Linked DNA regions of Mus musculus: all the other regions are linked to region 3. Evidence: chromatin contacts called from public promoter capture Hi-C and targeted proximity ligation data. All regions are on one chromosome and are shown on one strand. The core of a region is the stretch at or near the end of the contact, and the rest is flanking DNA. Distances in the headings are between cores, read along the strand shown.

Region 1 (5,779 bases), core at 708-3,207, 2.7 Mb before region 3:
AACAGGATTAAACAGGACCTGCCTCAGCAAACAGCAAGCAGGAGCTCTACCAGATCCCGTCCCCCTACTATCTGAAACCATCTTTGAACTTATTTTCAGTCTTTTTTTTAATTTATCTTAGTATTCATTTATTTGTACATCTACCCTCTGAAGCCAGAAGACCTCCGATACCCTGGAGCTTAAGATTTACAAGAGGTTTACTCCAGCAGTGAATTTTTCCAAGTGCCTTCCTTTAAATGATGGCCGGAGAAGTCATGGAAGAGATGGCTCAGCTGGGACAAGCACAGACTGCTCTTCCAGGAGTTGCAGTTGGAGCTCCAGAGCCCACATCAGCTAGCTCACAACCACCTCTAAGTCACTTCCTCAGGCACTTGACCCATGCGCGTACACACACCCACACACAGACACACCCATACATGAATTTTGAAAGCTTCGAAACTAAATCAAGAAGGCTTACTACATTGAAGTTAATCGCACATGCCTGTAATTCCTACATGCTGACTATTTTTGTCAACTTGACACTGTGGGCGGTGCCACCCCCGGGCTGGTGATCCTGAGTGCTATAAAGACTGAGAAAGCCACGGAGAGCAGGCCAGAAAGCAGCGCCCCTCCATGGCCTCTGCGTCAGCTCCTGCCTCCAGGTCCCTGTCCTCATTGCTTTTGATAATGAACTGTTATAGGGAACTGTGAGTGAAATAAACCCTTCCTTCCACTAGTTGCTTTTGGCCACAGTGTTTCATCACAGCAATAGTAACCCTAAGTAAGACACTGCTCTCTTGGGAGGTGGAGGCAGGAATAGTTCAAAACCAGCGTGCGGTACAAAGTAAATTCTAGGCTAGCCTGTACTGAGAGACACTGCCTTACCTAACCTGGCAAAAACAAAACAAAACAAACAAACAAACAAACAAACAAAAAACCCAGAGCTTTCCAAAACAGAGAGGGATGGGGGTGGGGGAGATCTCCCAGAAGGTCCCACAGTTCTACCAAAGACCGTCATGTAAGATGAACTGCAATGGCTGCAGAAAAAGCCCTGTTCTCAGCTTGTGTCGCTGTCCCTACAAAAGAAAGGCGTCTTTCCCTCTCTCACACTATCCTGTTTCTACCCCAACAGAGACCGTGGTGTCCCGGGGAGATCGCCAGGGTTCAACAAAAGATAATTGTACAATTCTTGGCCATGCCTGCGAGCTGTGGCAAGCGGTTACCAGATAGCAGCTTGGACAGCTGGTCCATGGGCTCCCGGCCACGAGAGGCATCTCATTCCGCACAGCTGGGGTGCGGGAGGAACCCGTGCAGGATGGGACGGGATGACACACCGATCAAGTGAATGGAACTTGGCCAAACAGACCAAAGCCTTTCAGAGTCTGAGGAGACAGGCAGGTTTCCAGGAGAAAGGCTTAAGGGCTGGGTGGGTTCGGTGGAGGCGAAGAGGGAGAAGCCGGCAGCTTTCAATTTCCGAGTTCTGAGGACTATGCTCCCAGCGCCCGGAGCTTAGCCTGCGCTCCCCGGAAGGAAACGTGCCGCCCCGACCGCCCATTCATTCACACTCCTACGCTCGCCTGTGCACGCGGGAGCCGCAGAGGCCACGCCACCAGGAGGCCGGCTGGAAGTGAACGCCCGCGTCTGTGCACAGGAGCGCATTTCGGCCTCAGCAACTATCTCTCCACGGCGGCATCCCTGCTCACCGCTGTCTGTATCTCAACACCCGCATCCCGACGCCCCACATCCCGATGCCCGCACTCCGACCAAACCCCAGCCACCTTACCGAGTGTGGCAGCTTGGCAGGCCCGGGCCCAAAGTTAACCACTTGCTTGGTGGCTTCCATGGTGCTAAGGCGACAGCAGGGGAAGTGGCAGGAGCAGAGACCACGCGAACAGCCCGCGTCTCCGGATGCAAAGGCAGAGCGGGCTTCAGCCTGCTGAGTCGGCGCTCCATTGGTTCGCTGTCTCAGGCCGCTCACTGATTGGCTCTCGCTCAGAAGCTCCCCTCCCTATTGGCCACGCTCACTATCGGAGTCTACGATCAATCAACTCCTCCTGGAGTTTAGAATTTCAATCGGCTTTAGCGGTCAACGCAAGAGAGCAGGGGATTGCACCAGCCACCCGCGTGGCGAGGTGCCTTCTGCCTTCGCGCACCTCTGGGCGCAGAGTCCCCTGCCCTGGCCTCTGAACAACTTCGAGGTGGCGCGCAAACCCATTGCTCCTGGCCCACCTCCAGCTGAGCTGGGCTATGCTGCATTTGTCCCAGAGCCAGTCCCCACTGTTCACCGGACTTTCCTAAGACCCTCACAGACACTCCGACGTAGAGACAGGACACTCAAAGAAGGAGGTGCAGCGTGTAGAAATGGTTGAAGAGTGCGGTCATAGGATTGTGACCTGGTGCACCTGATAATCCCAGCAGGGTAAATCAGGAGGATAGCTACGTGGAGGCCAGCCACACTACGTGGAGGGTCCCTGTCTCAAAAATCACATACGAAGCCTTTGTATTTGCACTTGCGCTCTAGCTCACTGCCCCACGGGTGGCTACGAACTTTGGGGGCAGCCCCACCCCACCCCTACCGCCACCCCCACCCTCATCGCGGACAGCCTCTTTCAAGTCGCTGAGTCTCTGTTCTCTCATTATCTCTTTCATGAACTGAGGAGCAGGAACCTGAATGTTGGCTCTTGTGCAGGAGGTCCTCAAGTTGTGAGGAGGTATTAACGGGAGCACAATATAGTCAGGGCCGGAGGAATGTGGCCCTGAGCCGAGCTGGGCACAGTGCCACATCTGTTCAAACTTTTCCACACAAGTTCCCTTTTCAAAGGAGTTGTGCTGGAGGCTCGCTTGAGATTCTGGAACAAGAAGGCCCCTTCTATGCTAGGGTAGTTCTTTTGAAGTCCAGAACATTTTAAAAGCATTTTTCCCTCTACTTTGCAGTTTCACCCAGATTCCTTTACTATGAAAACATTTTCCCAAGTTCTTTTGTACAATGGATGGCAGGAATAGGCACCGTGCCTACTGAGCGTTAATGCTGATCTCCGCATCTGTGGCCTCAGTTTGACAGGCGTGCAATTCAGCCTTTGAGCATTTGGGCTCTTGTTTGTTTCCCATAACCTGTAGAAGGGGTGTGGCTGTGAACAGAAACACTGCTTTGAGTCTGGGAGTAGTAGAGCAAAATTGTTAGAAAAGGCCGAATAAAGCCAGGTCCACGGCCTTCTTCAGCACCTTAGTTTAAAAACTTACATAGCTGGAGATAGGCGGTGTCTTACTGGGGAGGTAGAAGTAGAGGTAAGCCTTAAGTTCAAGGCCAGCCTGATCTACAGAGCAAATTCCAGGACAGCCAGGACTATACAAAGGAACTTGGTAAACTTTATTCACCTGATTTAACTGTTGTCTGGAGCTTAACTTAGGCCTAGTCCTGGAAGCTTCTGGCCTCTGTATAATCTAATCTAGACCCATAAAATTTTCAGCCTCTGAGATTTACTGCTCAATACGCTCACATTTTCTGGCTCTTTCCAAATTCTTGTTGGCTGGTTCAACTCCGCTGTTCTGGCTCAAAACTCCTCTTCAAGCCAGGTGATTCTATCTTGTTTCTTTCTCAAGCTCTCCTGAAATTCTCTGCTTGGCCTCATACTAACTTGGCAACCTACTCTAATCTCCTGGCTCCTCGTTCCCTGGCTTGTTCTGTCTTTACCTGTATCTAGCTTGTTTTCTCTTCAACCTGTCACTGTACAACTGTCCCAATAAGACTGCCTCCTTTCTCTCTCCCTCCCAGTCCCTCTCCTCTCCTCTCCTCTCCTCTCCTCTCCTCTCCTCTCCTCTCCTCTCCTCTCCTCTCCTCTCCTCTCCTCTCCTCTCCTCTCTGCTCTCTTTAGTAGCTTTCTTTCCTCTCCTTGTAAGAGTTGAACATATGGAGCCGGGCGTGGTGGCGCACGCCTTTAATCCCAGCACTCGGGAGGCAGAGGCAGGCGGATTTCTGAGTTCAAGGCCAGCCTGGTCCACAAAGTGAGCTCCAGGACAGCCAGAGCTATAAAGAGAAACCCTGTCTCGAAAAACCAAAAAAAAAAAAAAAAAAAAAAAAAAAAAGAGTTGAACATATTCTCCTCTGTCAAATCTTTCTCTGATTCATCACTTTGTCTGCCACTCAGCACTTTCAAACATGGCTGCTTCCTTCTATAAACCAGCTTTTAGTTTTAATTTTACTTTACTTTTTGGTTTGCTAACTTTTAGTTTTAACTTTACTCCCTTCCTTGTTTTGGGATTAAAAGTGTATACTAAGGGATGAACCACACCACACTGGAAACAAGTTATTTCAGTAAATAATACAAACTCCGGGGTTCACAGTGAGATCCAATATCCTGCAACAACTTGGTCTTTAAAAACAAGAAAAGAAGGGCTGGAGAGATGGCTCAGTGGTTAAGAGCACTGACTGCTCTTCCAAGGTCCTGAGTTCAATTCCCAGCAATCACATGGTAGCTCACAACCATCTGTGCTGGGATCTGATGTCCTCTTCTGATGTGTCTGAAGAGAGTGACAGTTTACTCACATACATAAAACAAATAAATCTTAAACAACAATAAAAACAAGAAAAGAAAAGAATTTTGAAAAGAGGAAAAGAAAATTGCATAAATGAACAGTTTCATTCCCAGGCCTTAAACCAGATAAATAGATTCAACAATACCCACTGTTTTATGTAATATAGTGGTTTTAAACAATCAGAGAGAGAGAGTGTGTGTGAGTTAATCTACTAGAACAGTGTTTGCTTTCTCTGAGCTCTAAACCCAAGTCCAGTCCCAGAGAGTGAATGGGGATGAGGCAGGATAGAAGGACAGGGAAGAAAATCAAGTTTCCCACACTGCATGCGGTTTGCTTAATGAGGATCAAGAAACTGAATATAGAGCTGGAGAGCCGAGTCAGTGGTTAAGAGAACTGGAGAACTGTCTGCTCTTCCAAAGACCCGAATTTAATTCCCAGGACCCACTACATGGCAGTTCAGAACCATCTCTAATTCCAGTCCCAGGAGACTTGACACCCACCTCTGACTTCAGGGCAAACAAAACACCCATATGCATAAAATAAAAATAATAAAAGTTGTAAAAATAATCCATCACAGCTGACAAGGCCAAAATTGTCAACAGAGATGATGTGTGTTTTCCCAAACACTTCCCAAATAAGGATATTAAAAACAACCAGCTAGGGTTAAAAATATAGTTCAATGATAGAACTCTTGCTTGGTATTCATGAAGCCCTGGGTCCAGTTCTCAGCACCAGCTTGCTTAGAGGCAGCTTGCTTGTCAGTAGGGCCAGAAAGATAACTCAGTGGGTAAAGGTGCTTGCCACCAAGCCTGATGACCTGACCCATGTCTCATATGCACCTCCCTGCAAAATTAAGTACATAAATGTGTAAAAACAGCATGTCTGTGAGTTCTCATCCCTAAATCTCAGCAACCATAAACCTCATAAAACCACCTTACAGTTCCATTATCAAAGGAAATTCTTTAAGAGAAGTAACTAAACTAGCCCGTTCATTTCTTTAATTTTTACCAAAAGTTCTAAGCTTTGCTGAACCTTTAAACTACTGGAATTTACAGCCTGTGAACAACGTAGTTTAAAGCCATGGAATCCTACATTCAGCCACTGCAAAGACAGCTGTGTGACTATCTATTTGGAAGCCCACATCCCTGTCTTCAGTGGACGTTATCCTTCTCAAATGGTCTCTCTGTCTAGATATTTAATAAACTCACTAACTGCTTCGCTCTGACTTGTCCTGAAATTGTTTTCTGCGGCAGAGTCAATGATCTGG
Region 2 (5,707 bases), core at 1,289-3,788, 3.0 Mb after region 3:
GGAAGCGAAGACCACAAAGGCAGGCCTCTTTTCAGTAAGCTCAGAAAGTGGCAGGTTACAGAGTTTGGTATGCACCACTTGACTGTTAGGTAGTCCTCCTATCAAGCTGGAAGGTCCTGCGTATGCTAACCCTGTTGGCCATTGGGAAGACTAGAGCAAGCTTCTTTCCTCTTTCCTCAAAAATATATTCAAATGAGAGAAAAGAACCACTTTATTTACATAAGCATCCTAACAAAACATCTATTGTAGCTAGGCATGGTCAGAAGACTGAGGCAGGAGAATTACTCCAAGTATAGCCTAGTCTACATAGTGAGACCCTGTCTCAAAAGATTAAAACCAGGTAGAGGTGAAGTGGGGAGAGGGGAACGTTCTCTAACTCTCCATTTTTATCTGTCCAGTCTTAAATTTAAAAACTGTCTTTAGAATAGAGAGCTGAGACAACCTGGGGCCCCAGTTTCCTTCCTCTGGGGAAAGGTCTAATTAGTGTATCTCACAATTATATTTAAGTATGGTCTAGTCTTACTTTCAAGGCTCTCCACAGATTTTAAGATGGCTACAGAGCAGTGGGAGGAAATTATACTTTACTATTCCCACTGCTGTTCGGGCCAAATTGTGGATTAATCCATTTTCTTTACCAACTTCTCTCCATAATATTTTTCTAAAATACAGGAAAAGCAGGTTTATGGACGAGTGTCTGCTAATGTGGTCTGAGGGCCCTGCTTAAACTATTTTTTTTTATTCTTCACTGAACTGCCTTTCCCTTTAGCAACTTCTATTGAAATTTGTAATTACAGATCCATCTGCTGACTGACTGTCCATATTACTCAGACAATTACAAGCTCCGTAAAGGCAGAATCAATAGTTTTGAACACTGTCTACCAGGGGTCTAGAACCCTGCACGTGAAAGGTATTTATTAAATATCTGAGAAACAATGAAAGAGAAAGACAGAGTACAAGTTACTATGGATTGCCTTTTTAATGTTTTAAACGTAATCACCTGCTGACCACCTGTTATGTCCCAGACTAGTTACTCTTCTGTTAGCTTCCGAATAATCCTATCAGATTTCTTATCTGAGGCTAAAGGTCACAGAAATTACTAAATTACTTCAAGGAACAAACTTAGGAAATTTGAGCTCTTGTTTCTGTAAATATTAACTTTATCTGATGTAAGCTGGCCTCCAGGACGACTAAAGGCCTTTATCCGCTCCCCATTCAGTTATGGGGAAGGGGATCGCTATTCACAGAATCACTAGTCATACATATCTCAAGTAACAAACAGTCTGAGTTTTCTTCCACTTTACACAGGTCCTGCTAAGTTAATTGTATAGACAGCAAGCAACCATTTTTACACAAGCCAAAACGTTTGCTCCAACACAAAACTGAAATAACATCTTGTTGATAAGGACAGTGACGCTAAGATCGTACTCCCTACAAACTTATGGGTTTGGGAGTTCTCGGAAAAACAGTCGCTGCAAAGAGACACTCGGACGAGTGCCTTCATTTCATTTTCTTATTGCGGGGGCGTGATCCAGGTGGGAGCATCCAAGGCGTCAATCGCCCCATCGGTACCTTAGGTTGGATGAATTTAAGCTGCCCTATCCAGTCTCGGCGCCACTACTGAGATGTGCTGACCATCAGATAGATTCACGGAACAGAGCCAAGCCAAAGAAAGGGCGTGGGAAGAATATTTGAGACACGATTGCACTGCAGCCAAGACTAACTGGGCTGCAGTCCACGCTCGCCAACTCCTCTCCTTTCCTCTCTCTGTCCCCTTTCCTCTCTCTGTCACTTTTTTTTCCCCTGGGATGGCAGTCAGAACAACAGGCAAGGGCCTACCTTGGTCTGAACACTCTTATCAAACTTGTCATTTTTGAAGGTGAACGTATTCTGGTGCTTCTGAGGCCGGGACCGAGTCACGTTGCCTTTCTGGGAACTCATCACCAAAATCTCAAGCACTGTAAATCGGTGCAGCCTTTAAGTTACAGGAAAGAGTAAAGACGTTCCCGCCCCAGATTGAGACTAAGGACAGTGACCCGGAAGAAGTTCTTCTACTCTTTCCGTCCCAGCCCCAGGTCGGCCCACGTGACTCATTAGGGAGGTCACGCTCGGCTCTGCCTTGCCGCACATCCTCGACTACCGGCTTCACGGAAAGCCTTCCTCGGACCCAAGGTGCAAGTCCGGCTTTCTTCGAATCTAGAACTCCCCCATTGGCTCGAACGCGGCTGTCCATCACGGCGGAGGGACGGAGATTCCCCGTTCCTATTGGCTCTTCTTTTCCGCAATCCCCGCCTCCTGCCGAACGCTCCCAACCTGTCTCCCGGCTCCGTAGCGTAGCGACTCCGCTGCGCAGTTTGTGATTGGTGGAAGGTGGGCGAGGCCGGTGCCCTGATCGCCTGCAGCCCGGAGCCCGGGTCAGCTTCGGCGCCCTCCTCCAGTCACTGAGCAGCTCGAACCGGGCCGCTCGCCCCCCCGCCCCCCGCCGCCCTCCCAGCTCCCGCCCGCCGCGGCCGCGCGCTCCGCCGCCTGGCGGCCTTCGGAGGTGCCAAGGAAGGCGGGCTGCGGAGAAGGCAGCACCGGCCCTGCGCTGCGGACGGCGACCACGGCCGCGCGGGACCTCGGGCCGGAGAGCCCCGGCGGCGGCCGCCCCTCGCGGCGGAGCCGTTAGTCAGCAGAACGCGAACGCGCGTGGAGGGGCCCCACGAAGCGCGCCCGGGCACCGCAGCTCTCTTTCGCGTCCTCGCCGGGCCGGGCCGCGGGCGCAGAGTCGGCGGGCGGCGCCCCGCGGAGGACAGCGCGTTGGCGGCCGCGGCCGCCCAGCTGCAGGTGCGTGGGGCTGGGCTGCTGGGCCGTCGGGGGGTCGCCGCTCTGAGCTGGGGACCAGGCCGGGTGGCTTCGGAGCGGAGCTACCGAGCGGAGAGCCGTGCGTCCCGGGCCTCCTCGCCCGCAGGGAGGACCGCAAGATGGGGTCGGGCCGCCGCTCCCCTCCCTGGATCTGGGCCACTTCGGGCCCTCGCTCTCGGCTCGGTGTCCGGGTCCCGCCAGCCTCGATTTTAGATGGAGTCCGCCCGGAGCTTGAGCTGGGTATCCCGCTCCGCTTGTCGCGGGAGCTGCTTTCCATGGCTTGAACTTGTATCATCTCTGATTGAGAACTCAAGGAGGGAGAGGTTGGATTTGAATTGAAAGTTGGAGAGTTCTGTTTGAAATTGTATTTAATATTAAACCAGGAAAGTTGTGTCAAATTATAGTGTGTGGAGGACGTTCGGAGAGTTTAACCTCCCTCCGCTTCTGTTGAAAGAAAGAAAGAAAGAAAGAAAGAAAGAAAGAAAGAAAGAAAGAAAGAAAGAAAGAAAGAAAGAGAGAGAGAGAAAGAAGAAAACGTTCAGAGCCTTAATCTTGGTGATTTTTCTGTCAAAAGCAGGATATTTAGTTTCATCAGTGCTGCTCTGATTTAAGGCAATGTGAAGCAGATTTGGTAAGGATTAGAATAACGGGGCCCCGCGGAAAGGGTGACCTTTAATTTTTTTCTGATAGTTTATGAAAGGTATTCCATTCCTTGTGCAGTATATACTGCTTGATCCCTAGGATTTACATTTTTCAAACCTTCAGCGTATAAAGAGAATTTTGGACATCTTGGGGCAGTACCTAAAACTACTAAGTCTTGAGTAGAATTAATTAGGTGCGGTTTGTGATTGACATATTTGTTTACATTAACGGGGATTTTCAATCAACACTTATTTTAGAGAATGTGTGTCCATATACTTGGCGCATGGATTCAGTTGGGTAATAAATCTACTCGTAGCCAATGCAGTATTTTGAATATCACCATTGTTATCGGTGCCGGTGTCTTACCAATGGAAAACGGAGAAGGCGAAGGTGTTGGAAGTTGAAAATGGATACAATATCTGCTATGCCTTCGTTACTGTTTCAGATCTTGGAGGAAATTAGTAGCGCCTTCACCGTATTTTGACCTCTCTCTCTTCTCCTACTCTAGTATTAATAAGGTTAATTGGCAAGGATAGGATTAGATTTTCAGTAGGCTAGGAAGCTTTAAATTTGTCCCTTGGTGTACAATACACTGGTTAATAAGTGGTTTGTTTACTTGAGTACCATCGCTCATTTTGCATTGTGATAAAACGACAGCTGAAAAAGCAGGCTCTTGCCCACCCCAACGCATAGACTTACCGTAAAGTACTGGGACAAGATAATGTTTTAGTAGCTTAATAAACTCAGTAGTCCACAGTCTATCACTGAATTGATCTACAACCCCAGGCATGCGGTTCTTGGCTGAATCCGTGTCCACATTCATAATCCAGAACTATTAAAATGTGCCACTTGTTGCTCTTGCAGAGGACCTCTGTTCCCTTCGTAGGACCCACATGGTGGTTCATAACCATTGCTAACTCCTGTTCCAGGGCACCTGACACCCTCATTCATCTGATCTCCATGGACACCAGGTCTGGTGCATATAATATGCATGGAGACAAAACATTCATACATATAAAACAAAATCTAAATCTCTCATTTAAAATTGTCCCACCGGCTGAGTTTTTAGAGGTGCTTATTAATTGATAAACGTGTTTGCGTGTGTCAGTATTGGTGTGTAGCAGTGTCCACAAGGAAATTTAGGTTTCCTGACTTTGTTGGTTTATTTCACTGCCACTCTAAAGTGATTTCTCTTGTAAGTCTCAAAATAATGTCTCCCTTTCCTACCCTGTTAGGAATCCTTCACTACTTGGCCTTGTCTACCCCAGCCTTGTGTGTGTGTGTGGGGGGGGGGGGGGGTTGGCTTTCTGGCTTTTACATATTAAGTAAATAAAAACAAGAGAAATTAATTACTTAAATAGCCTTAAGTTAGACAGTAAGAACTGAGACTTGAACCCACATCTTTTGACTTGTCTTCAATTCTTGGTGTTGAAGTAGTCTTCTGTGCCTTGTCTATACTCAGTTTTGCTTTAGTCCCTGTAAAATGGCAGTGTAGCTGTTTAATTTTGGTGACATAAAATTTCATGAGGATTCATGTACCTTTCACCTAGTGAAAGAAATACAACTGCAAATCAAAAGGATATTTTCCCTATGTCTTGTAAATTCTCCCACATGCTACTCTCTTTCTCCCACACCAACTGTTAACCTTAAATTGCCAGACTCCTTGCTGTCAGTGTTCGTATAAGCAGCATCTAGATACCTGAACACGTGTGTGCATGTTTGTGTGTGTGCACGCGTGCGCGTGTATTTTTGATGGTCTTACATTTATTTGAGCACGATGTATGAATCTTTCTGTAGCTTGTTTTCTCAGTCTGGCCAAGATTCATCCATATTCTTCCTGTATTTCTGTTTTGTTTTTTACTGCCCTGTCTACATACAAATGTTCTATGACCAACTCTGCAACAACAGTCTCAAAATTACCTTGCTTAATGGTGTCCTTGGAGTCTTCCTGTAAGTATATTCTGGCATTTGCATAAGACTATTGTCTGACAATAGGGTTCTGAAAATGTCTCACTGTCTTGGTTTTTTAAGACAGGGAGAGACCCTCGGTAGCCCAAGCTGACCTTAAACTTGAGGTTCTCAACCTCACTACCAACATGTCTTCTCATAGTTAAATGTGTATGCAAAATATCACCAGTTGTTGGTTCTTGATCCTATATTCTCCTCTCTAATTTTTTTTTTTTTTTTTTTTGGTTTTTCGAGACAGGGTTTCTCTGTGTAGCTC
Region 3 (5,429 bases), core at 2,518-5,017:
CCGTGGCCCTCAGATGTTATGTAAATGACACGTGCACAGATGAGATGGCAGCCTCTCTGGGCACTGGCAGGACCCACTCATCATGACTTCCAGGCTTCCACTGATCCTCGCTGCCCATCTGTACATAATGAATCTGCTTCACGTAACTAATCGATGCAAGTTTTCTGGCTCAGTAGATGCAGAATTTGGAGGTCGTGCATCCTGCTTCTCTGTACTCTGAGCAGGAGGCCTGTCGCTTCACATTCTCATCATCAACCCTTTACATGCTTACTTAGCTGCTCTGTGGAATAACTGGAGAGGCTAGGGCTGTGCTTTGTGGTTATGCCTGGACTTGACCTCCTGAGGACAACATTCCATAGCCCTCAGCCCCCATGGCTTCATGTTTTGGGAAGATTCCCACAGGGGAAAATTATTGCAAAAAGGTTAGGTCAAGGTAGTCTTACGGACAATACTTTTAAAGAAAGTAAAGAAAGAAAGAAAGAAAAAAAAAACCCACGATGTATTCTAAAAGGCTCTGAAAAGAGACAAGAAAACCTATTTACTGGGGTCACAGGTCCAGCCTGTCTTACTCGATTTCATTCATTTATCCCAGTGACACTGGAAGAAAGATATTGTGTCCATTCTACAAATAAGTCAAAGTCACTTTCCCAACAAGTAGTAGAATTGTTAAGTGGCAACAGGAAAAGGAGAAACCCTACTTCCAGTGGCTCCCAGTGGCCTTCAGCTCAGAAGTGTCAAAAGCAGAAGACAGCACATTCCCGAAAGAGGCAGAAAGACAGGAAGCAGGAGAAGAAGGTCACCCTTGTGGCTCATGTGTCCAAGGCAGGAAAATTGATTTGTCTGAATCTGCTCCTTTACTTGATAAAGAAAATAAAGAATGGAGGAAATAAAATAGTGGGGGGGACTATTGAAGAAAATGTAAATGGTGTTAGATTGCATCGTAATCTAATATAAGCACAGTCAGAGTCCATAGGAGGACTAACAAATGTACGTGTGCATCTTGAGTAGGTAGGACAGTGCCAGAAACTTGCTGCTATGGCCCCATGCTAACCATAGGTTTCCTCATGTGCAAACAGCTGCTGGGTTTATGTTGCGGATAGCACTGGGGTTAATTGTATTTGATGTTAATTCTGTTCTCCTGTGGGGGGGGGCTGCAGATAAGGAATGAGTCAGCACTCAGGTGATTTCCTGTAAACCTGCTTCCCACCTTAATTTATAAATAAAGACTAGAGCCAGTGATTGGGCAGAGAAAGAGGGGAAGATGGAGCTGAAGGTTTTGGAAGAAAGAGAGGGGGCTGAGGGACAGAGGAGGACAGAGGAGGAGGAAGAAGAAGAAAAAGTGGAGCAGACGCACCTGGCCTGGAGAAACCGCAAGTTCTAAGGGGGCTCGATGATGTGGAAGATGGTAGTGTAGCAGGAGATCTGCCCGTCCTAAGCACACAGCATATATTCATATTAACTAAGTCGTGTTTTCATTGCCCGGGTTTATTTAGGTTAGAGATTTACTGAAACATGCTTACACCTGAACGCCTTGACAACACAGATCCTTAAAGGCTGCACTATTAACAGAGTGTAGCAATTCTTTCCATAAAGAATTTCAAAATGTTTGATACATTCCCAAGGATGTTAAAAACTGGGTAAGTGATTGTTGTAACCCATGACATTCTGAACTGTGTCAATTAGGCCATTCTGGCCTGTGTCATAGTATGATATTGTATGTGTGTGTAAGCAGAACTAGTAATGGCTAAAACTATAAGGATTTACACATAATTTCCAAACATTAGTGAAGAAAAATGGGAATTAGAAAATCTGGAAGAACAAATGAAGTGGGGTGGATTGTGTCTGGATATGAAGTATAGGTGACTAGGAACAGGATAAAGAGATTACATTTGTACTCCTTTGCTTTCTTCATTAGATGTTTGAACTATGTTAGTTTGTCAGTCTTAAATCACTGAGGGAGTGGTATAAGTCTTTTTTTTTTTTTTTTTTTTTTTTTTTTGGTTTTTCAAGACAGGGTTTCTCTGTATAGCCCTGTCTGTCCTGGAACTCACTTTGTAGACCACGATGGCCTCGAACTCAGAAATCCACCTGCCTCTGCCTCCCGAGTGCTGGGATTAAAGACCTGCGCCACCACGCCCGGGTGGTACAAGTCTTTAATCCCAGCACTCAGGAGACAGGAGCAGGTGGATCTCTGACTTTTTTGTCTGTTGTTTTTGTTTGGTTTTTCAAGACAGGATTTCTTTGTGTTGTCTTGGCTGCCCTGGAACTAGCTCTGTAGACTATGCTGGCCTTGAGCATACAGAGAGCTGCCTGCCTCTGCCTTCCCAAAATGCTGGGATTAAAGGTGAGCCATTACTGTCTGATGGGATCTCTTGAGTTTTAGGCCAGCCAGGAGTACATAGTGAGATTCTACACCTTCCCCCCCCCCCCCCCCCCCCCCGCCACACACACAGAGGGCGGGGGAGGGGGGGGAGAGAGAGAGAGACTGAAACACCATCCTCTAATTCCTCTGTTGGCACAGAGTGCTACCAGTCTCAGGTTTATGAGAGCATCTGTATGTATCCACTTTGACAAGACTGGAGTCCAGATGGGCAATCCCTGCTGAGGGCTCTACTTCCTGGGACATGGTATCCAGTTTTATGACAAGATACCAAGTGACAGGGCCATTGTTGAGAAGACCCTATTCACCTTATTTGGGGAGACAGGCACTGGCAAGAGGCAAGGGCTCAGAGCAGTGTTTGTAGAATTGGAACTCAGTCACGGATGAAGATCACACTAACGCCTACTGTCAGTTCTTCTGTTGTGAGGTGTCCACCAGAGAGGACTGTTCAGACATGGGTTTAAGCCAATGGAAAGCTCGATTAGCCGGCCATTGACGACACCGGATGTTCGGGATCCCAGTGTAGCAGTGAGCCTCTTGCAGGATGACCTTTATACACAAAAATTATGTTTTGGGTTGACACACTAAAGTTAGCAAGAACAGGTAGCCAGAAGCAGACGTCCAAGAGCTAAAAAGCAAGTACATTTACAGACTTCCCCGGAGCTATGGACTTTGATGGATTCAGCCTTTGTTTTACTTTGGCAGTGGTGCTGTCTGTGTGCTGAGTTTTACAGCCTTAACGGCACTTCATCATAGATTCAGGTGAGCTAAGGTCTCAGGGCCTTCTAAGATCTGGGGCTCTGCTACATTTCTATCTCGAGTAGCTCATCACAGGCGAGGAAGATGCTATGCTGCCAGTAACTATTCCCATAGCCATGACATCCTGAGCAAGGAGGTCACTGATGTCATTGTGGAGTGAATTTACAAGACGAGCGACCAGCTCACAAACCTTCAGGGCTTGCTTCTCAGTTTTCTGAAGGTTTGATTGGAAACACTGACTCTGGTTCATCTCCCAGCTAATGGAATGTCTTCTGATTCTGCAACTTGGACTTTTCCCTGAAGCACTCTTAATTGTGCCTTCATGGGTGCTTAAAGGGAATCCACTTAGAAAACGAGTTTCAAGGGCTAACTTAAGACCTTGCCTTTTTGAGTTTCTAAAGTTAAAACATTCAAAATCAATTCCTGAAAACCCACTTTTTCTTTCTCTTGCCCTTCCTTTCCAGCCTCAGAGCCCGTCCCACTCCAGCGGGCCAGATTCGTGGCCCCGCCCACTGGCTCTCATTGGTGCCTGCTGCTCTAGCACCGCCCCCAGCAAAGGAGCTCCTCCTCCAGCTGGCCCTAGACCCCGCCCTCTAAGCGTATTCGGACGTCAGCGCGTCGTAGCGGAAGCCCGGCAGCGAATGAACGCGGGCGGCCGCGGCCTTAGCCTGGTCGTCGGCGCGTGCGCGGGTCCCGAAACCCTGGCGGAGCGCAGCGCGAATGGAGGCCTGAGGGCGGCGGGGGCGGGGCGTGCCGCGAGCGGGGGCCTCGGCCGCGGCCGGCGCCGTCTAGAGGAGGCCCGGCCGTTCGCCACCACGCACTCGGGAGCCGGGAAGCGCAGGCGGGTCACGCCGTGGGCCGCGGCGGCGATGCAGCGACGACAGCGCGCTCCGCCCGCGTCTCAACCGGCCCAGGACGGCGGGCGAAGCGAGGACGTGGAGGTGCAGTTCTCCGCCGGGCGTTTGGGCTCGGCCGCGCCTGCGGGGCCCCCGGCGCGCGGCACCGCCGAGGACGAGGAGCGGCTGGAGCGCGAGCACTTCTGGAAGGTCATCAACGCGTTCCGCTACTACGGGTAAGGCGCGCCCGCCCGCCCGCACGCCGCAGTCTCGGGGCCCGCCTCGTGGCTGGTTCGCGGAGCCCGCGGTCACCTGCGCGCGGGCGGTCCCGTGGGGCTGCCTCCCACCTCACCCGGAGCCGCCGGAGCGAGTGTGCACTTTTTGTAGAGAACTGAACGGTGCTGCCGAGTGGCTCTGACCGGATGGTGGAGGGAGGAAGAGATCCCGGAGTTGCAAAATGTGCATCTTGGTAAGGAAAAAAGAGAGCGGGCACCGGAGCCGGCTTTATGTTCTTGTGGTCTGCGAGTAAGTACGGAATTCCTCTCGTGGGCTAGGCATGGTTGTGGGACTCTTCTGTAGGCTCTCCATTCGTATCGCAGCTTCCTAACTTCTACATATGGTCTGGATAGGTGTTCAGATAGCCCAATGAGAATGCCCAAGTACAGATCTGTTCGCGTCTTCGTGCACCCGGGGTTTTGGGCAAGGAGAGTTAGTACATTTATATCCGTAAGCGACACAGTCCACTGTGTTCTGAACCTGTGGTTAGAACCAGAGAGATGAGCGTGACCTCGTGTGCGGATCAAACCAACCTAGGTGGTACTCTGTTGCTATTTGTATTACAGTTGTTTATATATGTAACTCTTTGCCCAGGTCTGACTCCCATCGAGGGCAAGGACGAACCTTACTTTTATGGCACTGTGTTTGGCAATGCTGTTGAAGCTCTATTTTAAAAATAAAACATAGTGGCAAAAGAGGACACTCCCCCAACAGCCCTAATCAGTCTTGCGCGGTGGTTCTATTACTTTGTTACTGTTTTGAATTGAACAGTTATTTAGGATCTGATGGTTACAGAGTGTCAGGTATGGCAGGTGTGTGGAACCCAAGGCCTCAAGCTCTCAAGTTCTAGGCTCACAGGCAGTTCTTGAGTCAAAGACTTCGATGAAATAATTTCCTAATTGAACTCAGAAGTAGAGGGTATTTTCTGATAGTGCCACATTTTACTGTTGCAAAACATAGATTCTGGGAAACACCTTGGCATATAGTAGTAGGCTCGGTTAAACATATGTAATTATATTCAGTTTTAATATATTTGGAGCCTGAGATTCTATTATTAGTTATTGGATGGGCCATTGGTCTAGGGTAGAGGCCGTTTGACCTGGTCTTGAGTACTGCAGTATAGAAAAGGCTGCTTGCTGTGTGCATTTTCTAATTGTGACATGGTTCCCTGTGCTTTC
Region 4 (5,182 bases), core at 59-2,558, 2.7 Mb before region 3:
GGGTGTTCATGAATGACCATAGAAGCACCACAAAGACTTGGCTGGGAGTTACAAAAATTCAAATGAAAGGAACTTGTAAATACGTTATCTGCAAATAACCAGAGTCAACTGTTTTACAACGGGTTCGTCAAAAATAATAGTTCCAGTCGGGCAGTGGTGGCGCACGCCTTCAATCCCAGCACTCGAGAGGCAGAGGCAGGCCAGACTCTGAGTTCAAGGCCAGCCTGGTCTACAGAGTGAGTTCCAAGATAGCCAGGGCTACACAGAGAAACCCTGTCTCTCAAATAAATAAATAAATAAATAAATAAATAAATAAATAAATAAATAAATAAATAAATAAAAGAAACAAATAATAATAGTCCCTTGGGCTGGAGAGATGGCTCAATGGTTGGACATACTTGCTGCTCTTGCAAAGGATGCGAGTTCGGTTCCCAGCATCCATATGGTGGTTCACATATGGACTCCGACCTCTTACCCCCTTTTCTGTACTCCGCAGGCACTGCACACACATAGTGCACATACACACGCGAAGGCAAAACCCTCAAATATTTTTCTAAAAATCAAAAAAGACGTCCCTGATTATTTTTTTGTTATACATTTTTTTCTTTCCATCTTTAACCTTCTCCTTTTCTGTATTAAACTTGCAATTACGAATGAAGGGAGATTGTACATTTAAACCCCTAAAAGAAGAGAGGGCAGGGACCATTTGCTAAATTATCACGCATATTCCCCTCGGGGTGCAGAGTTGGTCATCCTCGCTGTAATAAGGGGCAGTGTCGAGTTCTACTCCCTAGCTTGACTACTCCAGACAACGGACCGAGGCGGCAACCTGCAAGGGAGGCGGCGGCAAAAACTCCTTTGTGGCTAGGTGGAGGCCGCTTCGCAGGCTGATCCTGCACCGGGCTCCCACTTCTCCGACCAAACCCTCGCACCTCCGGACCGCAGAACTGTTTCCCCGAGCCACGGCTGGAAGGAGCTCTTGATGGCCACCAGCGGCAGGTCGCGGTTCACCCTGAGCGTGCTGAGCAGCGGTGCCCAGTCCACCGCGCGCAGCCGGTCGGCATTGAAGTCCAGCACGCCGTCCCGCAGGCAGGCGCGCACGGCGGGCAGCGGCACGGAGTCCTGCAGCGCGCACAGGTACTCGTAGTGCGAGAAGAAGTCGGCCGCGCAGTCGCGCCGGAGCTTCACCGAGTCGATCATGACCGGCAACCCCGGGGACCTCCACCAGCCGCCCCGCGCCGCCTCCCGCCACGCCTCGGGCGGTTAGCGCCCGCTCTGGGAGCCGCCGCCGCCGTTCTAGTCACCGGCGAGCTCCCGCGGGCGACGTGCGCATGCGTCGGCGCGCTCGCTGTGCGTCAGAGCGCGGGCCACGCCCACCCGGGCTCGCTACGTCCAACGCGCCATCAGCTGGAGGCGAGTAGATGCTCTGCAGTGAGCGCGCCTCTGGGTACCAAAAGTGAGGTGCAATGGAGTGACGACCTGAGAACCGGGCTTGACCTGAGAACTGAGAAGCGGGTTTAGCCTCGAGAAGACTGTTAGAAGCGCTCAACTGTTTATGCTTCCTCACCGAGAGAAGTCACAAGAAGAATTTCCCAACACGTATGCAAACCAGGTGGCTTCCTTCCTCTCTTCTTTGGGTTAGGCAAAGCTAGAGTTTAGCTTAGTATCCTCCATTGATGGTGGATATTTCTCTCCCTCTCTATCTCTCTATGTGTTGTTTGAGACAACGTTTCTCTGTATAACAGTCCTGGCTGTCCTGGAACTCACTTTGTAGACTAGGTTGGCCTCGAACTCTTACTAGTTTTCAATGTTAGTACTCTAAATAAACTCGAAGACGACTCCTGTATCACAGAGAGACCATAATTTCATTACGGTTTTATTATTAATGATTTTAACAGAGTTAGTAACATTGAGCATAATAGCTATGGAAAGTGAACTTGGGATTCACTCAGCAGTGGTTAAGTTGAGCTATTTTATTCCCTATGTCATGTTATTTAGTTATGCATTAAAATGAATTACTTTGAGCAGAAACAAAGTGAACTCTGGGTAATAAATACATCAGTCTGTTTTATTCTTTTTAAGGATTTATTTATGGGTACGTGCCTGTATGCTATCTGTGTGCAAGTGTCCAGAGTGACCAGAAGAAGGCATCAGATCCTCTGGAACTGGTGTTACAGGTGGTAGTGAGCCAGTCAGTGTAGGTGCTGGGAACCAGACTCAGAGCCTCTGAAAGAAGAGCTGTCTCTAGCCACCATTTCAGTTACATTTGTAAAAGATTTGCTTATATTTTTATTCAGTGTGTGTGTGTGTGTGTGTGAGTGACACGTGTACACAGTGCTTAGGGATATCAGAAAGGGGCGTCAGATGCCTTGGACCTGAAGTTATAGGCATTTGAGACATTTGTGACCCACCCACCATAGGTGCTGGGAATGGAACCCAGTCCTCTGGAAGGGCAGTTAAGTGCACCTAAGTGCTAAGCCATTTCTCTGAAATACTTTAAAGCACATTTATAAATTCCTGAGGTATGAGTTTGATTTTCTGTTTATAAGGCATACTATATTCAAGAGACATTATGAATGACAGGCTAAATGTCCACAGTTAAGTCTTTTGTGTCCTCATTCACTTCTTTTAAAACATAAGTTTGTTGTTTTTAGTCTGTCATTGGTAACTGCGAAGTGTTCTCGTAAATGGAAGGCTCTATTCTGGCTTTTGTTTCTTTTGGATGGATGATGAAGATTGTGGCTAACACTGATAACTAGTACTTTTTATTTCTGTAGCATTGTTTATTTATTTTATTTTATTTTATTTTATTTTACTTTGATACAGTGTCTTGCTACGTAGCCTGGCCTCTTCTGGACTTCGTCATCTTCTTTCAGCTTCCTGAGTGCTGGGATTATAGGAAGGAGCCACTACATTCAGCCAGTCAGTTTAAATAGAGTTCCACCTTTCCCCGTAAGAAATATACTGTTACATATCTGCTTTACAGATGTGCAAAGTGATGAATTGTGCAGTTAGCATAAATCCTGAGAACTAGCCAGATGTCCTGAACTTGTATCCAGTCTCTAGAACAATGACAGTCTCCAATCAAGCTTTAGACACTGTGTTCATAACATTCCTCTCCCACTAACTGAGTTCTACAACCTTTTTTCAACACTACAGACACCACCCACTCCACTAAGATTTCCTAGCTATGGACAGTGAGTTTTTTGTACAATATTTAAAGTAAAATAGTGAGTTAGTTTACCCACCACCTAGCTTGGGAGGAAACATCACCATTTCTGTTGGGAGCCTTGTGGAGCCATTCTCTCTATCACAACTACGGTCTTCTTCCACACCGAGACAACTGTGTCACCAAGCCTTCTGTGCCTCTCTGCAGTGGGTGTCTTAATAGTTCTGCCATTTGTACATGGCCCTCTAGCAAATTTTTCCTAGTTACTGTTCTTTTTGCTAGGTTCGTCCATGTTGATACATGGTGGAGAATTTTGTATAATTCATTTATTTTCTTAATGTAGCTGTCCATCATTTTCTTAAACCTTCCTCTCCCTGTCCTTGTTGAAGTTAATTTTTTGTGTTCTGCCAGTCCCTTTTCAGTCTCTCTCATCTTTCTGCTTGTCCATCCTAAGTGGAAAGCCAGAGAGTTCTCAGATCTGTGTCCTTTAGCTTAGCAGTTAGATGCTTTCATCATTGGAATACCTCTTGTCTTGTTTCTTGCTGCACTTCTTCCTGACTTCTCTGAACACAAAGCATTGCTGGAAGTTTCCAATAGTCTTTCCTGCACCTTTAATTTTTTTCAAATCTTATTTTTAATGATGGTTCTTAAATGCTTTAACCTTCCATGTAACCCACCACCCACCAGATACAGGGTGAAATAGAAAGGGTACGGGGGACCTAGACCTGTTTAGAAAGGTTCTTTGAAGCAATTCCTGTCTGTTTTTCTTGGAAATCAGCAGTTCAGTTCACAGGTTAGCAGGCAGTGACAGCTTGATCTACTCACAAACACTTCACGGATACACCAGCAGTCCAATTCAGTAGAGTCCGGTTAGCAATAGTGGTGACATAACCTAGCCGAGACAGCCAGGCCTCAGCCTTGACTGAAGTCAGCAGGAGGGACCTGGAGGGAGACCAGAAGTTCTCAACTGTGTCTCTTGGAGAAGTGAAGATCAGTGAAGATGGGAGACCCACAAGCGTTGCACAAAGGCTGTGCCAGCCAACCAAACTCTGTCTCTCACTCTGTGGAGTCCTATTTATACCCTCCAAACATCACATGTCCTCCACGTGTCTTGCCTCAGCATGGGTCTTGCCTTAGAGTCATTGGAAGTGGCAACAAACTACAGCACACCACTGGAAGTTTTTTGGTGTGTTTCTCTCTATGGATTTCTGATAAATGCAGCTCAACTCTGCAACATAAGGTGGACCAATACATGTGTGTTGTTAGCAAAGAATCCTCTATCACGTGTCCTTTCACATACTTACTTTAGCAGAACATCCTCTCTCCTGTGTCTGAGTCCGCCTTAGCCTTTGACATCTGTCCACTTTAACAAAACTTTCCTTCACACGTTTGCCCCACCAAAACACTATCCAACCGACTTTCCAATGAACCCTTAAGTTTCCACTTCACTCTCCTTCCTGTTGGGCCTATACACACAGTGCTCCTTTATTTCGTTGGATAACTTCACCCCATCCTCAGCCCGTGCCAGTGGTTTGAATGAAATGGCTCCCATAGGTCCTTAGGGAATGGTACTGTTAGGAGGTGTGGCCTTGGAGTACGTGTAGACTTATGGGAGGAAGTATGTAACTGGGGGTGGGCTTTGATGCTCATGCCAGGCCAAGTGTCACTCTTTCTCTTTCTTCCTGCTGCCTTTGAATTTGAATGTGGAACTCACAGCTCTTTCTCCAGCACCATGTCTGCCTGCATGCCACCACGATTGGCACCATGATAACAATGGAATAAGCATCTGAACTTTATGACAGACCCCAATTAAATGTTGTCCTTTATTAGAGTTGTCATGGTCATGATGTCTCTTCACAGCAATAAAACCTTAACTAAGACAACCCCTATGACCCAGCATTGGCTTGGTGGCACCATCCTTGGGTCTCAGTCTCTCTCCTCCCCCTCTCCCTCTCCCTCTCCCTCTCCCTCTCCCTCTCCCTCTCCCTCTCCCTCTCCCTCTCCCTCTCCCTC

Evidence for each region. Promoter capture Hi-C pulls out the DNA fragments that hold promoters and counts their contacts. Capture Hi-C pulls out chosen DNA fragments and counts their contacts.
Region 1: a contact with region 3 is called in a promoter capture Hi-C map of liver, with 3 times the contacts expected there. A contact is called at or near these places in 1 of 39 promoter capture datasets (hippocampal neurons), 2 of 130 datasets of targeted methods (astrocytes and embryonic stem cells) and 2 of 9 other capture datasets (adipose tissue and liver).
Region 2: a targeted proximity ligation map of embryonic stem cells shows a contact between it and region 3, with 4 times the contacts expected there. A contact is called at or near these places in 5 of 39 promoter capture datasets (the 3T3-L1 cell line, the C10 cell line, hippocampal neurons and 2 more), 1 of 484 Hi-C or Micro-C datasets (B cells), 3 of 130 datasets of targeted methods (astrocytes, embryonic stem cells and large pre-B cells) and 1 of 9 other capture datasets (liver).
Region 4: a promoter capture Hi-C map of the 3T3-L1 cell line shows a contact between it and region 3, with 4 times the contacts expected there. A contact is called at or near these places in 2 of 39 promoter capture datasets (the 3T3-L1 cell line and hippocampal neurons).

The regions. Positions count from the first base shown.
Region 1 is chr19:15,923,102-15,928,880 of GRCm38.p6, forward strand. Psat1 (phosphoserine aminotransferase 1) reads right to left here and starts at 1,958. Exons shown (of 9, transcript NM_177420.2): 1 at 1,763-1,958. The coding sequence starts at 1,822.
Region 2 is chr19:21,650,771-21,656,477 of GRCm38.p6, forward strand. It overlaps Abhd17b (abhydrolase domain containing 17B), which reads left to right and starts at 2,539. Exons shown (of 4, transcript NM_146096.3): 1 at 2,539-2,823. It overlaps 1110059E24Rik (RIKEN cDNA 1110059E24 gene), which reads right to left and starts at 2,021. Exons shown (of 4, transcript NM_025423.2): 1 at 1,837-2,021. The coding sequence starts at 1,938.
Region 3 is chr19:18,666,992-18,672,420 of GRCm38.p6, forward strand. Carnmt1 (carnosine N-methyltransferase 1) reads left to right here and starts at 3,768. Exons shown (of 8, transcript NM_026120.5): 1 at 3,768-4,211. The coding sequence starts at 4,009.
Region 4 is chr19:15,983,681-15,988,862 of GRCm38.p6, forward strand. Cep78 (centrosomal protein 78) reads right to left here and starts at 1,309. Exons shown (of 15, transcript NM_198019.2): 1 at 933-1,309. The coding sequence starts at 1,200. It overlaps C130060C02Rik (RIKEN cDNA C130060C02 gene), which reads left to right and starts at 1,395. Exons shown (of 3, transcript NR_045355.1): 1 at 1,395-1,612; 2 at 2,827-2,952.